2 separate regions of the Macaca mulatta genome follow, and region 2 is linked to region 1. The links are chromatin contacts, called in public Hi-C maps. All regions are on one chromosome and are shown on one strand. The core of a region is the stretch at or near the end of the contact, and the rest is flanking DNA. Distances in the headings are between cores, read along the strand shown.

Region 1 (7,194 bases), core at 3,184-5,683:
CTTCACCTCTGGGGTCCACTTCTCAGGAATGTTTTCTGTGCAGACATGCCCCAACAGGTGTCGGTGCCTCCACTTAAGCTAGAAAGCTCCCCTGGGGGGCCCTCATCTTCCCACAGCAGAATCTTAGAAGCCATTCAGCATGATGGTCCCTTTCACAGCTCAAAACCTCAAGAGCAGTATGCCTTCAGAGGGCCAGTTACCACAGTAAAGGAGACCAGCAGGGCCTGAGTGCTCCCCTGCATCCCCACCCCCCATCTCTGAAGATGACTGAAGACAGGCCAAGGCACGACACCTCTGGCTGATTCCGAGGGGTTCTCAGTCCCCTCCCTCCAATCTCCTCACCCAGGCTGTCGGGGCTGTCGATGGAGAAGCACATGAGGATGACGTCAGTGTCCGGGTAGGAGAGAGGCCGCAGTCTATCATAGTCTTCCTGCCCTGCTGTGTCCCACAGAGCCAGCTCCACCTGACACACAAGGCCAGTGAGTAGCTGGCCTGAGGGCCCCAACCCTGCCACCCAAAGGTCCTCTGAAACCACTGTTCTTTGGGCTCACTGAACTTCTTTATTGAGTACCTGCTATGTGCCAGGCATTGTATTAATCACTGTCCCACAACATAAATTAGGTCAGTTTGTTAAAGAAAGCTAAGACACGTGTTTGACCCTTGAGTTGCCACTGTGAGCACCATTATTTTGGTTAATTCTCACGACAACCCTTTGAGGGAGGTCTTACCATCATCCCCATTTTGCAGGTGGGGGAGCTTAAACCCAGAGGCAAAGGGACTCGGCCCAGGTTACAGAGCCAGTCTGTGGGAGAACCAGAAAGTATATCCAGGTTTTTTAAGACTGCAGATATACTTCCTAACTTTTACTGGTTCCAGCAGGGAGAATGACACAAGGACAGGGGTAGGAGTGGGGAAGGACATACTAGGTCATTCAGTGACTGGGGGCGGGGATCAGGGTCGGGTGGGAAGGGCATCTCTGCCTTCACCTGCTTGCCGTCCACCTCAATATCCGCAATATAGTTCTCAAAGACAGTAGGGACGTAGACCTCCGGAAACTGATCCTTGCTGAAGACGATGAGGAGGCAGGTCTTCCCACAGGCACCATCCCCAACGATCACCAGCTTCTTTCGGATTGCAGCCATGGTGGGGCTGCCAGGAAAGAGGTATTGAGGATTTGAGGAAAAGCCATTAAAGTCCAAAAACACTTCTCTAGGGCCCTCAAACCTTCCTGGAAACCGAGGCCTCTAGCAAAGGGACAGGGGGCTTGCTCAGGCATCTTCTGGCCAAACACCAATTGTGCAACAACAGAGCTCGAAATTCCTAATCTCTGGGTCAGGGACAGGTCTCCCTCGATGGGTTAGAATACAGTGGTGGGAGGTGGATGATGACCCCACTTGGGAGCTGGAAAACATGAGTTTCAATCTAATCCACTTGCCAACTTGGGGACTCCAGGTAGCTAAAGAGCTGCTCAGGGATGCGGGACGTCCAGGGAGCAAGCTTCTATCTACTTCACACATCAGGGTTTCAAGTCAGACTTCATTGGCTACCAGGATTTTGATGCATTTACAGTTTAATAATCTCTAAGGTCCAATCTAGAACAGATTGTCCCTCAGCACAAGTCATACCTGTCCAGTCACAAATAAGGAGTCCCTCTCTAGGACCAGAGTAGCAGAACCAGCTACCAGGTGGTAGGTGGGTAAAGGAAGAATAGTTACAGAGTCCCTAGGTGCCAGGCACTCTGTCGGGCATTTTGGCAGGAATTATCTCCTTTGGTCCCCAGATGCCTGGGAGGTAGATGGTGTACTTTCCATTTTGACAAACTAGGAAACTAAGGCTCAATGAGGTTAAGACAGATTCAGAGCTGTGGCTTATAAGCGGCAGGGATAGCATCCATAGCAGGACTGTGTGACTCAAAGCCGTGCCTCTTCGACATGTCACCTCAGCGGTAGGAAGGAGAGCAGAAGCAGGGAAACCCAGAGGACAGGGGCAGCAGCCAGCCAGCTTCCCTGGTCCACCCCACCCCGTCCCCAAAGCCCCAAGTCATACAAAGGAGGCTCAGTCCCAGCAGTGCCCACAGCTCGAGTTTGGGCAGGCTGCCTTCCTCCCCCCTTCCTCCTGGGCCTGCCAGCAACACTGGGTCACTCAGCCCCTGGCAGGGGACAATGACCACACTGTAGGGAGCCACACATCCACCACAGCACAGTGACTGAGAAGAATCCACCAGGGAATCACCTCCACCCACTCTGGAACAGTCCCTTCCTCCCTTGGTCCAGCTCACCCACAGGCCCTGCCCACCCCTCCCTGTGACTCAGGGCAAGGAGTCAGCTTCCCGGGCTTCCAAGTGTCCCCCACCCCCAGCACACACGGCGAGCATCTGCACAGTTCATCACACCTTCGCAGCTTCCCTCACTTCCTCCTTCCCTGGGGAGGGGAACCGGCCTCCAGCCGGCTGAAGTTCCCAGGCTGCAGGAAGAGAGGGCGGGCTCTGGAGCTGAGATGAAGTCAAGGCTGTTGGGAAGGGGGAGGGGGCTAGAGTCTGGGTTGGGAGGAGTCCCAAAAGAAGAGACAAATGAGGGCCAGTCCCAGCACCAACCAGGCAGGGAGCAGTTAAGAAAGCGACGGTAACCTGATCTCGGCTTCAAACCTAGCTTTTTCTCTCAGTCCCACATCCTGTCAAACTGGGCTGACTGAAGGCCTCTACTCCCCACACCCCGCCACCACCTCACACTGCCCTTTAGGAAACGAATCCTCCAGCCCCAGGCCTGTTCCCTTCAACAGCAGATCCTAGGTGGCCCTTCCCTTGCCTCCACACACATTCACAAAACTGTCGGTTTTGTGGACGTGAGTCAGAGAATTTACAGGAGTTCAAAGTACACAGCCACACTCTTCCCACCAGAAAATGGACTCTCTCTGATTCCCCAGAAGACAAGCAAGAAGGCTTTCACCCTGCCGGCAGATAGCCTCCAGAAATGGAAACCACCCTCCAAAAAGAGGGTTCCTCGGGAATTCTATCCAGGTGACTGACGCTAGGATTTCTTCCAACTCCTCCACCCACTCCATTAGTTCACCTTGCCCTGTTTTGTAAAGATGGGCTGGGGTAGCCCCACCCTGGGGTGGGCAGTGTTGGAGGGCAATCACTACTGGGGTGAAAGCCAGTCACTTAGGCATGAGTATGTCACTGCTGTCCCCCCAGCAGGGTAATTCAGATGGCACCAGAGTGGAAAGAGGCAGAGGACAGAAGCCTGGGGTTGAGGCATGCGTTAAGGGACCTGGAGCCTCCAGCTCAATTAGAAGACCTTCCCTCCAGGCTATGGTTGGGCCGGAACAGCAGGCAGCCCAGGCCAGGCCAGGACACTAGGCCCAAGGCCAAGATGGCATGGATAACTCCCTATGGGAGGCAGCCCCAGAGGGACTGTCCCACTGACCCCTTAAGAGGGGCAACTGAGCCCCACACAGGTCCTGGAATGGAGCCTGGAACTTCTGGGGCCTTCCCCAAGACAAGACAGTGTGGATACACCAGATCTCTCTCCAACCGCTCTCTTGAATTCCCAGATGATCCAGAGCGGCCGGTTGACTTTGCTGACCCACCCTACACCTAGGGAAGGAATCCGTTCTGGAGATACCAGGAGATACCTCATTCTCAACTTTAAAACCAGAGTGAGGGTGGGACTCGGCCTCAGGATCCCAGCCCCAAAACCCCAGGATACACACACACACACACACACACACACACACACACACACACACACACACACACACACACACACACACACACACACACACACACACACACACACACACACACACACACACACACACACACACACACACACACACACACACACAGTTGGATCCTTCCCCATCTCCCTTATCCTCAACACAAGCGGGCTCCAGGAACCGTCTAGGGCGGCGTCCAGACCCTGCCGAACAGTGGCAGGTCCCAATGGTCACATCCCGCCCCTATTCCCGCCATGCCTCCCTCCTGGCCTGGAGGAATTCCCACCCCATCCCACTCTAGGTCCCCTGCGGCCGCCCGCCCTGGGGGCTGGAGCGTCTGAGTTGAGGCTCCCTCGCCCCTCACCCGGCGGGGCAGGTTCCAGGAAGCTGGAAGGAGAGGGGAAGGGGCTCCGACTCGGACCTCAGGAGGCGAGAGCCCCTGCCAGCAAGTCCGGGCCCCCTCGCTGCAGCCCGGGGAGGTGCCGACGCGGCCGACCCCCGCCCAGCCCGGATGCCGACTCCGCAGGGAGGGAACGGGGTCCAAGCCCAGGCCGAAGCCCCCTCCCTGCACGGGCCTCGATCTCCGGCCCAGAGAGGAAGGCAAAGTGCTCTCCCGGGGACGAGTTCCCAAGACGCCCCGCTGCCCGCAGCCCCGGCCCAGGGTACCTTCGGTTCCGCCGCCTCCAGCTGCGCGGCCGGTGCCTGAGGCTCAGACTGACCCCAGGGCCCCGCCCCGCCCTCCTCCAGCTCCGCGGCGGGGAGGGCGGGCCCGGCAGGGGGAGGGTCGGCTGGGGGCGGCCCTTGGCTCGGCCCGCCCCGGCCCCGCGCAGGGCGGCCGCCGCTTCCCTGGTCCGCAGGCCTGGGGCCGGGGGCGTCCACTCCGCCAGGTAGGGGAGGGCCACGGGGTTATTCCGGGACTGCGGAGGAGCCGGGCGAGCGGGGCCAGCACTACCTGGGTGAACTCACTCTGCCCAACCTTCCAGCCCCTAGGGGAGGACCGGCGTCGGGAAAGTTAAGAGTGCTCGGGGTGGGGTCAGGAAGGGCCGCTGCTGCCCTCCTGTGGCCAATCAGCCACCAGCTCTTGCTGCACCTGGGACCTCTCCGGAGGCGGGACTGGGAAAGGGCAGCCCCCGGCACGTCCCAGGGCCCGGCGTGGGTGTGTTGGTTGGGGGAGATGTCCACTCTCTTGTTCCTAGGATCGTACAGCCCAACGTCATCCCCCAAACTTGAAGACCTCTCAGAGCCGTTCAGACCCAGACCAGCGTTCCTCCTCACAATTCGCTTTCCTCCCTGGGCCTGGAATTTCCAGGAGTCCAATTCCTACCTACTCCTCAAAGGGTGCTCCTAGAAATGCTTCCGGATCCCAGCTGGGAATTCTGTTCCCACTTCTAGTTCTGACTTGGTGTATAGGATACTTACCTACACGCGTATCTCCTTTTCCTGTAAGGAAGCTGAGGAGGTGGGAGTAGAATGAGGACGTCCACCAACATTTCATTGGCTTGTGCTTGGGACACTACACAGCTTAACCCTTTCAATATTCATCACAGATCTTTGGGGAAAATATACCCATCCCTTTTTGCCCATAGGGAAGCTGAGGCTCAGAGAAATCAAGTGGCTTACACAAATGTTTTTGACTTGTGACAGCAAGAATTCACAAAGCCGGGCCTGTCTGGCTCCAAACTGGTGGTCTGGCCCTGCTACTTCCCAGGCTCCTCCAGCCTGTCCCTTCCCCCGTTGTCTAGCACAGTGAGTGGCACGTAATAGGTTGCCAACAAATATTTGATGAATGAATGAATGTTAGGAGTCATACAGACTTTATCTGAAGTGCAATCCAGACATTTGACAAATGTGAAAACTGAGGTCCACAGCAGTTTGACCCCAGGCCTCTTAACTGGCTCAGTAAACATTTCTTGAGGGTGAACTGAGAGCTATGTTTGGAAGATCCATTTCTGCCTTCAAACAACTTAAGAGTCTAAATGAGGAATGCAGACAATTTCAAGATGGCTAACATTTATTGAATCCATATTACATGGACCTGGGTCCACATACATTAACTACAAAAATCTCATGAGGTAGCTATCTTCATTTTACTGAGAAGCAAATTGAGGTTCAGAGAGGTTACAAAGCTAGTGCTGGGTCTGACACTAGAACCCAAACAACTGAACTCTAGAGCCCCTGTTCTTAATTGCCACTCCCTACTGACTCCTAATGTAGACAGTTATGATACAGGAGGTCATTGCTGTAGTGTGGGCCTGTGTGGCTGTGGGATACCCAGTCCTGAACAGCAGGTGAAGTTTTCAAGATAAGGTGATGTGTAGATTTCTTTAATTAAAAAATTTTAATTTTTTCTTTTTTTTTTTTTTTTTTTTTTGAGACGGAGTCTCGCTCTGTGGCCCAGGCTGGAGTGCAGTGGCCGGATCTCAGCTCGCTGCAAGCTCCGCCTTCCGGGTTTACGCCATTCTCCTGCCTCAGCCTCCCGAGTAGCTGGGACTACAGGTGCCCGCCACCTCGCCCGGCTAGTTTTTTGTATTTTTTAGTAGAGACGGGGTTTCACCGTGTTAGCCAGGATGGTCTCAATCTCCTGACCTCGTGATCCGCCCGTCTCGGCCTCCCAAAGTGCTGGGATTAAAGGCTTGAGCCACCGCGCCCGGCCTTTTTTTTTTTTTTTTTTTGAGACAAGATCTCTGTTGTCCAAGTGTGCAGGGCAAAATCTCAGCTCACTGCAGCCTCAACTTTCTGGGTTCAAGTGATTCTCCCACTTCAGCTTCCCCAGTAGCTGGGACTAGAGGCGTGTACCACCACACCTAATTTTTGTATTTTTTGTACAGATGGGGTCTTGCTATATTACCCAGGCTGGTGACAGGCCTTTTCTAATTATTTTGCTCATCTTTATTTTTGCTTCCCTTAGCTTACTTTGGGTTTAATTTGCTGTTCTTTTTCTAGCCTCTTAAGGTGGAAACAGATCACTGATTTGAGATCTTTATTCTTTTCTACTATAAGCAATACTCTTAATTTCCTTGGATGCTTAACTGCTTCCCACAGGCACTCACCACTACATTCAGCTATTTTTTTATTTTTCTGTAGAGATGGGGTCTCACTATTGCCCAGGGTGGTCTTAAACTCCTGGGCTTAAGCAGTCCTCTCACCTCTGCCTCCCAAAGTGTTGGGATTACAGGTGTGAACCACCATGCCCGGCAGTAGATGTTGGATAAGTTGGAGCTACTAAAAGCCCACAGTTATGCAAACCCCAGGAAGGTGGTGGTGGTGGTGAAAAATGAGGCTGGAGAAGGAAGCAGTGGCTGGATCATGAAGGTCCTTATATGCCATGCACAGGAGTTGAGTGTTGATTTTGTTCTAGGCGCAGTAAGGAGCCACTAAATGTAGGAGGCCAATATAGTAAAAGGTGGTGGTGACTGAAGGCAGAGAGAGGTGGAGACAAGTAGAGAAATATTTTTAAAGGTCTATAGTCAACAATAC
Region 2 (7,194 bases), core at 1,596-4,095, 83 kb before region 1:
AATAAAAAAGAAAAAGTAAAAAAGCAAAATCTATAGTAATCAACTATTCTCATCTAAATGTATATGGTTAACATGTAGAAAAATAAATGACAAGTCGGCCGGGCGTGGTGGCTCACGCCTGTAATCCCACCACATTGGGAGGCCGAGGCAGGCGGATCACGAGGTCAGGAGATGGAGACCATTCTGGCTAACACGGTGAAACCCCATCTCTACTAAAAACACACACACACACAAATCAGCCAGGCGAGGTGGCGGCCGCCTGTAATCCCAGCTACTTGAGAGGCTGAGGCAGGAGAATGGCATGAACCCGGGAAGCGGACCTTGCAGTGAGCCGAGATCGCACCACTGCACTCCAGTCTGGGCGACAGAGCGAGACTCCGTCTCAAAAATAAATAAATAAATAAATAAATGACAAGTCAATCAGTAACACTGTGCATAGAAACCGCCGTTAAGCACTTCATTCACCTGTTACAGAGATGCCAACTTAGCTCTTCAGTTTAGCTTATTTTAGTGTGCTAGTTATATTTGAACTTGATACCTTACCCTCCAAAAAAGCCAAAATATTTCCGAACTTTACCTCACAGTCTTTCATGTTATCTCTGAACAGGAAAGGGGACATTCGCTACCTTCTGCTACAGAAAAATCAACCACTGTACTGAATCATATAACAGAAATACTTCTATCTTGTTCTGAGGTTGCTGCTCAGAGCTTGAGTGAAATATAATCACATGCTAAGGGGATCTGGGCCCTAAACACTTTATCCCGTCTACAACTAAAGAATAGTACAGTATATGAGAATCCATCAGGATCATCACTTCTTACATGTGTTAGTATTTTCAGCACAGACTACATAGCAAGTGTTCTACAGATGTCGAAAGAACTAGCAAACCGACAGTTGTTTGTGGCGCTCTCTCACTTCCTGTACTACATTACTCAAGATAAGCCTAAAAGAACAGACAAAAATATCACGACAACTATTTCTTAACAGAACTATTTTAAAACAAGAGAATCGTCAATTAAAATCATGCCATTTTCTTTCTCTGAAATCTTTAAATTACAGATGTGCTCATCTTTGTTGCCTGGATATGAGTTCTCTCAGCTGGGCGGCGAGACACTCAAAGCAGTGACTTTATGGGATCCTACCAGAGGCGGGGGAGCCAATATAAATTACGTATCCTAATCTGAGAATGCACCCTTCTGTCCTAATACCTGAAGCTTATAGCTTGTCAGGTGGCTTTTCCACGGAAAAACGAGGACATAAGAGAAAGGACGGACCTTAAGAGTTCTAGGGAGGAGCCGGTAGAGGCAGCAGGCTTGACAATCAACTGCAAGGTTGCAGTCCAAAAGAAAAAGAACCCACTTGATCGCTCATCATCGACTCCTCAGAGGCCCTCTAGGACTACCGAGAATCTCTTGCCCTTTGGCTCTTGCCCCCGACATCTCTCCTGGCCCCCCGCCCTGCCCCAGGAGGTCTGGTCCTCTCACCCGCTGCCAAATTCTCACACAGCCTCAAAGGGATCCTCAGAGCGTAAAGCAGCCCCAGCCCCGCCACTAACCACACCGAGACCCCAGTCCCCGCCAGCCCGGCTCGCAGTCGCTCCCTCCAGCCCAACGTCGGGTTTAGGCCGGGGACAGGTGCAGGAGACGCTCTAGCAGCCGCGGCTTCACCCGAGCCGCCACCGTCCGCCATCTTGCCGCTATCGCAGGAGCCAGGAGCTGGGAGGGGAGAAGGACAGGAAACCGGGAGTCGGGAATCCTGGGATAGTGGCGGACCTGAAGTTGGCCTCTCTGAAGGCTGAGTCCTGGGGAACCGGGACCGAGAAGATTTCGAAGGTGGAGGAGCGTGTCTCAAGATTGAGGATACCTATTCCTTTGTGGGGCAGGGAAGGGGCGGACAGCAGCGCCTGTTCTGGAGGAACTGGACTAAGATGTGACCCCAAAGTGAAGTATTACCGCTTCCAAACGAAATGAGGGTCACCTTTCACACCCCCGCCCCCCGGGGTTGGAAAAGCCACCGATCGTTCCAGCGGCCGAGCAGCTCTTAGAGCTTTGGATTCGGCTGTCGTGGAGATAACGGGTACCAGAAAAACTGCAAGAGCGACTTGGTCGGATGGAGGCCAGGAGCCAAGAATAATCGAAACACGCTGCCAGCACCCATTAGATGGATGGGAAATGAGTGTAACTCATTGGGAAAGATATTAGACTTTAAATCACCGAAGGCAAAGCCTACTTCCTGGGGCGCGGGCGCGGGCGCTGGCACTAGTAGACGTCACTCCCGCGCATAACTGACATGGCGCCCTCTTGGTCGGCGTTTCCGGGCGGGTCCTTCCGACGGCCCCCGCGGTGATTCCATCACTCGGCTTTCTTCCCGGCCTGCCTAGCGCCCACACCCGGGCTGGGCCAGAACAGCCCAAGATGGCCGACTTCGATGATCGTGTGTCGGATGAGGAGAAGGTAAGGGGTCCGCCTCTCTCTCTTACCTCCTCCCCCGACAGGGAACTGGGGCTCGGCCCGGCTGCGTTGGGAGCCTCGCAGTGTCCCCAGGAAAAAGAAGCTTCTTTGTCAATGCTGACATACGCTCTCCGCAGTCGGGACGCTTCCCTCTTACGGGGCTTTCCTCTGCCTCACGGTGGCCCCAGTTCCTCGTTCCTCGACTCTCCTTTTCTCTCAGGCCTGAGGCACAGCCCAGGGGCCTCCCTGCGAGGGAACAGACGTTTCCTTTATTAGATCGTGACTGTGGACTTTTTTCCTGTAATTTTGAGAGTGGGTGGTGGTTATGTTGCTACATATCAAAAAGCAGTTATTTTACCGCCTTTAGCAGTTGGTGCTAACCCCCATCCCCCCATTTGTAGATATAATTGGGGTTAGTTTAGGGCGAGTCACTTCCTGGTCAGGATGGCCTCTTCCTTTTTGCTCCTCCTTCCTCAGGAAGTGATTTTGCTGTCACGACTCCTCGACAAGGAGAGGTCCCAAATGTTGTCCACCTCACTACACATGCAGTACTTTTCTCAAGTACTGTCGCCTGTCTGATTCGCTATAATAAATCTGTGAGCCTCAGGGCATGTGCTTCACAATTTGAGCACTAGACTTTCCCTGTAGACACACCCTTTTAACGATAATTTTTGAAAATTTTGTTTCTTGTTAACAAATGTAGAATAGCTGATGGATTTTCTTAACCTCAAGAAAGATTTTCTGTAACAGATAATAAACTGCATGTTAACACGTTCAAGACTTGACAAAGCGTCCTGCCTTCTCTGGTGCTCCACTGTGGAGTCTTTGATTAGCTGAATTTGTCAGTGTGCAGTTTGTATACTTATTTCTTGAAAAGCGTTTTAAATACAAGAGCACATTCTAAGGTGGAATAACTTTTCTTCTGACATTTGCACAGTTTCATAACAGTTTTGTCAGGCTTTTCAGTAAGTACATGATTTTAGGGCACGTGGAACTTAGAATGACCTCACGAGACAACTTACTTACAAGAATTATGACATTTGTCTCCTGCTGTGGCTATTGGAAAATGTGTCCCCTTGAGTGCTCTGTAAATCTACCAGGGTGTTTTTTTAAATAAGAAGTTGGGATGGGGAGGGGACTGTTATGATCCATAAGTCCTCTGCACCGAATAACTTGATACATCATACCTACATATGGCATGCCATTTTGAAATGCTTAACAAGCCATTGAACAACAGCATTAGATTTTCTCTTATTTGGAAACTGATCTTCATACATAAGATTTAGGACAAAAACAAAGACATATATGAGCTTATGCTGGAAATCAATCTATAATAAATTGTTCTAAGGCAAATAGTTACTATTCAAATAAAATTAAGCAAAAATCCTGTTATAATACAAATCCTGTTACAACTAAACAAATTTTTTTTTTTTTTTTTTTGAAACGGAGTCTCGCTGGGCTCACTGCAACTTCCGCCTCCCGAGTTCAAATGATTCTCCTGCCTCAGCTTCCCAAGTAGCTGGGATTACAGGCACCCGCCAACACGTCAAGCTAATTTTTGTATTTCTTGTAGAGACTGAATTTCGTCTTGTTGCCCAGGCAGGTCTCAAACTCTTGGGCTCAAGTCCATCCGCCTCCGCCACTTAAGTGCTGGGTTTACAGGCGTAAGCCACCGCGCCCGGTCAAAATTCCACAAATAATTTAAATAATAAACTTTTAAGTTTATTGTGCCTACGTGATACACATTGACCAGTGTTGTTGGATTTTTGTCTTCGATACCAGGTTAGAATGCCTTTAATTAAACTTGGGAAAGTATATTTTTTAAAATGCCAATTAAGATGTCTTTAAATACTGGCAGTGTTTTAATAACATTAACGTGTTGGGTTTTTTTTGTTTTGTTTTGTTTTGAGTTGGAGTTTCGCTCTGTCACCCCGGGTGATGTGCAGTGGTGCGATCGCTGCAACCTCTGCCTCTCTGGTTCCAGCGATTCTCCTGCCTCAGCCTCTCGAGTAGCTAGGATTACAGGCGCCTGTCACCACGCCTGGCTAATTTTTTTGTATTGTTAGTAGAGACAGGGTTTCACTATGTTGGCCAGGCTGGTCTCCAACTCCTGACCTCGTGATCTGCCCGCCTTGGCTTCCCAAAGTGCTGGGATAACAGGCGTGAGCCACTGCGCCCGGCCAGTCTTGGTTTTTTTAATAGCAGATCTGTGACCAGTTTCGTCTTCTAGCATAGTTTTTTTGTTGCCAAATATATTTCAATATTGCTTTTTATCTTGGTTACATTTTCTAAAGGCAGTAAACCTTTAGAAAATTTGGTGATAATGAATGGACTCTAATTTCCTTATAAATATGTATGTAAAAGCTAGTAAAATCATCTATTCTCATAACTGCTGAAGTTTTTTTAATCACTTTGTAAAAAGGAAGTTGGGTTTTGTTACCTGAAATGGTCATGATGAGCTATCTAAATAAAACAGGAAGTTGAAAGTGTAGTAACTTTTAGAAATAAACGTTTTAGTTGTAGCTTTGAGTTCACAGTTTCTGAGAATGAACCTGAGCTCTTTAGTTACATGCTTAGCAAGACAAAGATACCATAATTAGGAAGCCTGAAATATGAGATGAATTACTTCTTTGGGTTCTTTTCATTGTCTGTTTTTTTTATTTCATTCAACATTTGTAAAACATAAAAGCAAAGATAATTTTCTGGAAAAAAGTGTGATTAGCATATTTTTTCCCTTTAGCCTAACTAGAAGAATATTTGTGTACAATTTCAAAAGTATGGTAATTGAGAAGTTATGCTTTCAGTTTAGACTAATGCTTTCAGTAATAAGGTGACGTTTTCAGTATTAAGAAAAACTACATGCTTTCAGTTTAGACAACGGTAGTGGTTTTAAGGCATTTTTGAGAATCAAGTTTATCAGAATTATTTAGTAGAGCTGTAGAAAATGCTGTAAATAGATGAAATATGAAGGCTCTGTTAGAGCATATGAAAAATATTTATACTTTTTTTTGAAACAGAGTCTCGCACTGTCTCCCAGCAGGTTGGAGTGCAATGGCACGATCTCGGCTCACTGCAACCTCCACCTCCCGGGTTCAAACGATTCTGCTGCCTCAGCCTCCCAAGTAGCTGGGATTACAGGCACCTGCTACCACACCCGGCTAATTTTTTGTATTTTTAGTAGAGACAGGGTTTCAGTATGTTGGCCAGGCTGGTCTCAAACTCCTGACCTCATTATCCGCCCTCCTCGGCCTCCCAAAGTGCTGAGATTACAGGCGTGAGCCACTGTACCCACCAAATATTTATACTTTTAAACTGGATCCTTGATTATGTATTACCTCCATAATTTGCTAGTTACCATTGTAGGATAAAGCAAGCCCTAAAGATTGTTTGGTGTGGCTGTTTTCTAACGAGTCATCAATTAATATTAAAACTGTCATTCTTCCATCTTCACTTTTCAGTTAGCTTTGCTGAGAGGTATTCATATAATCTGTTAAGAAATCCTAGGACAGGCTGGGCTCGGTGGCTCACGCCTGTAATCCCAACACTCTGGGAGGCCAAGGTGGGCGCATCACCTAAGATCGGGAGTTCGAGACCAGCCTGACCAACATGGAGAAACCCCGTCTTTACTAAAAATACAAAAATTAGCTGGGCACAGTCGCGCATGCCTGTAATCCCAGCTACTCGGGAGGCTGAGGCAGGAGAATCGCTGGAACCTGGGAAGCGGAGGTTGCGGTGAGCCGAGATGGCGCTATTGCACTCCAACCTGAGCAACAAGAGTGAAACTCCGTCTCAAAAAAAGAAAAGAAAAAGAAATCCTAGGACAGGAACATAAAGCCTAATAAGCAAGTGTAAACTCACATGTCCAGTCTTTTGTTAGTAGTATTGATTTATCATAATTTCTTCCAGAACACTTGGCTGTTTTATTATGACCAGGCTTAATGCTAAACAAAGTAGTGTAAATTTGTCAGAAAATTCAGATCCCAGGTTTTTCTGATTGTGTAGCCATGCTTTTTTCACTATACTGTTCTTTTCCATATAGCTATGAATGAAAAACTAGAGTAGAGGCTTCCATCTAATGGATTATAAACGAGGTAGTATGGGTCGGGGGTGATGGCTCACGTTTGTAATCCCAAACTTTGGGAGGCCAAGGCTGTCGGATCCTCTGAGGTCAGGAGTTCGAGACCAGCCTGACCAACATGGTGAAACCCCGTCTCTACTAAAAATACAAAATTAGCCGGGCATGGTGGCACGCCAGCTACTCAGGAGCCTGAGGCAGGAGAATAGCTTGAACCCCGGAGGCGGAGGTTGCAGTGAGCCGAGATCATGCCATTGCATTCTAGCCTGGGCAACAGAGCAAAACTCCATCTGAAAAAAAAAGGGGGCGGGGGAGGTATTATGATGTAATGGAAAAGAGTGATTGTGAGTGTTAGATTTGGCCTTTCCCTGTCGTGCTTCTAGTCACCTTGTGACTGATTTTGGAAACATCACTTAACCTCTATGGGTGGGCCTTAATTTCCATCTAAAATAGAGAAGTAGGGGGGAATTGGATCAAACCAGCCCAAGAAAATTTAATTAACTATTTCAAACTCTAATGAAAAATCTCTATTTTAAAAATTGAAACACTAAAATGTTCCAAAAGGTTCTATTCATTGTCTGCTTTCCTACATTTGCCCTGATAAGAAGACTGAGTTGTTTGATGACTGAAAGCATGTGTCTTTATCTAGTGCCTATCATAGTGCCAAG

Evidence for each region. Hi-C and Micro-C count contacts between places; a contact is called where the count stands out from the background.
Region 2: a Hi-C map of liver shows a contact between it and region 1, with 5 times the contacts expected there. The contact joins the promoter of ST7L here to the promoter of RHOC in region 1. A contact is called at or near these places in 3 of 14 Hi-C or Micro-C datasets (blood, cortical neurons and liver).

The regions. Positions count from the first base shown.
Region 1 is chr1:127,551,036-127,558,229 of T2T-MMU8v2.0, reverse strand. It overlaps RHOC (ras homolog family member C), which reads right to left and starts at 4,433. Exons shown (of 5, transcript XM_015148464.2): 1 at 4,384-4,433; 2 at 987-1,149; 3 at 343-463; 4 at 1-35. The coding sequence starts at 1,142.
Region 2 is chr1:127,632,537-127,639,730 of T2T-MMU8v2.0, reverse strand. ST7L (suppression of tumorigenicity 7 like) reads right to left here and starts at 2,845. Exons shown (of 15, transcript XM_015148385.3): 1 at 2,481-2,845. CAPZA1 (capping actin protein of muscle Z-line subunit alpha 1) reads left to right here and starts at 2,021. Exons shown (of 10, transcript NM_001261214.1): 1 at 2,021-2,454. The coding sequence starts at 2,416.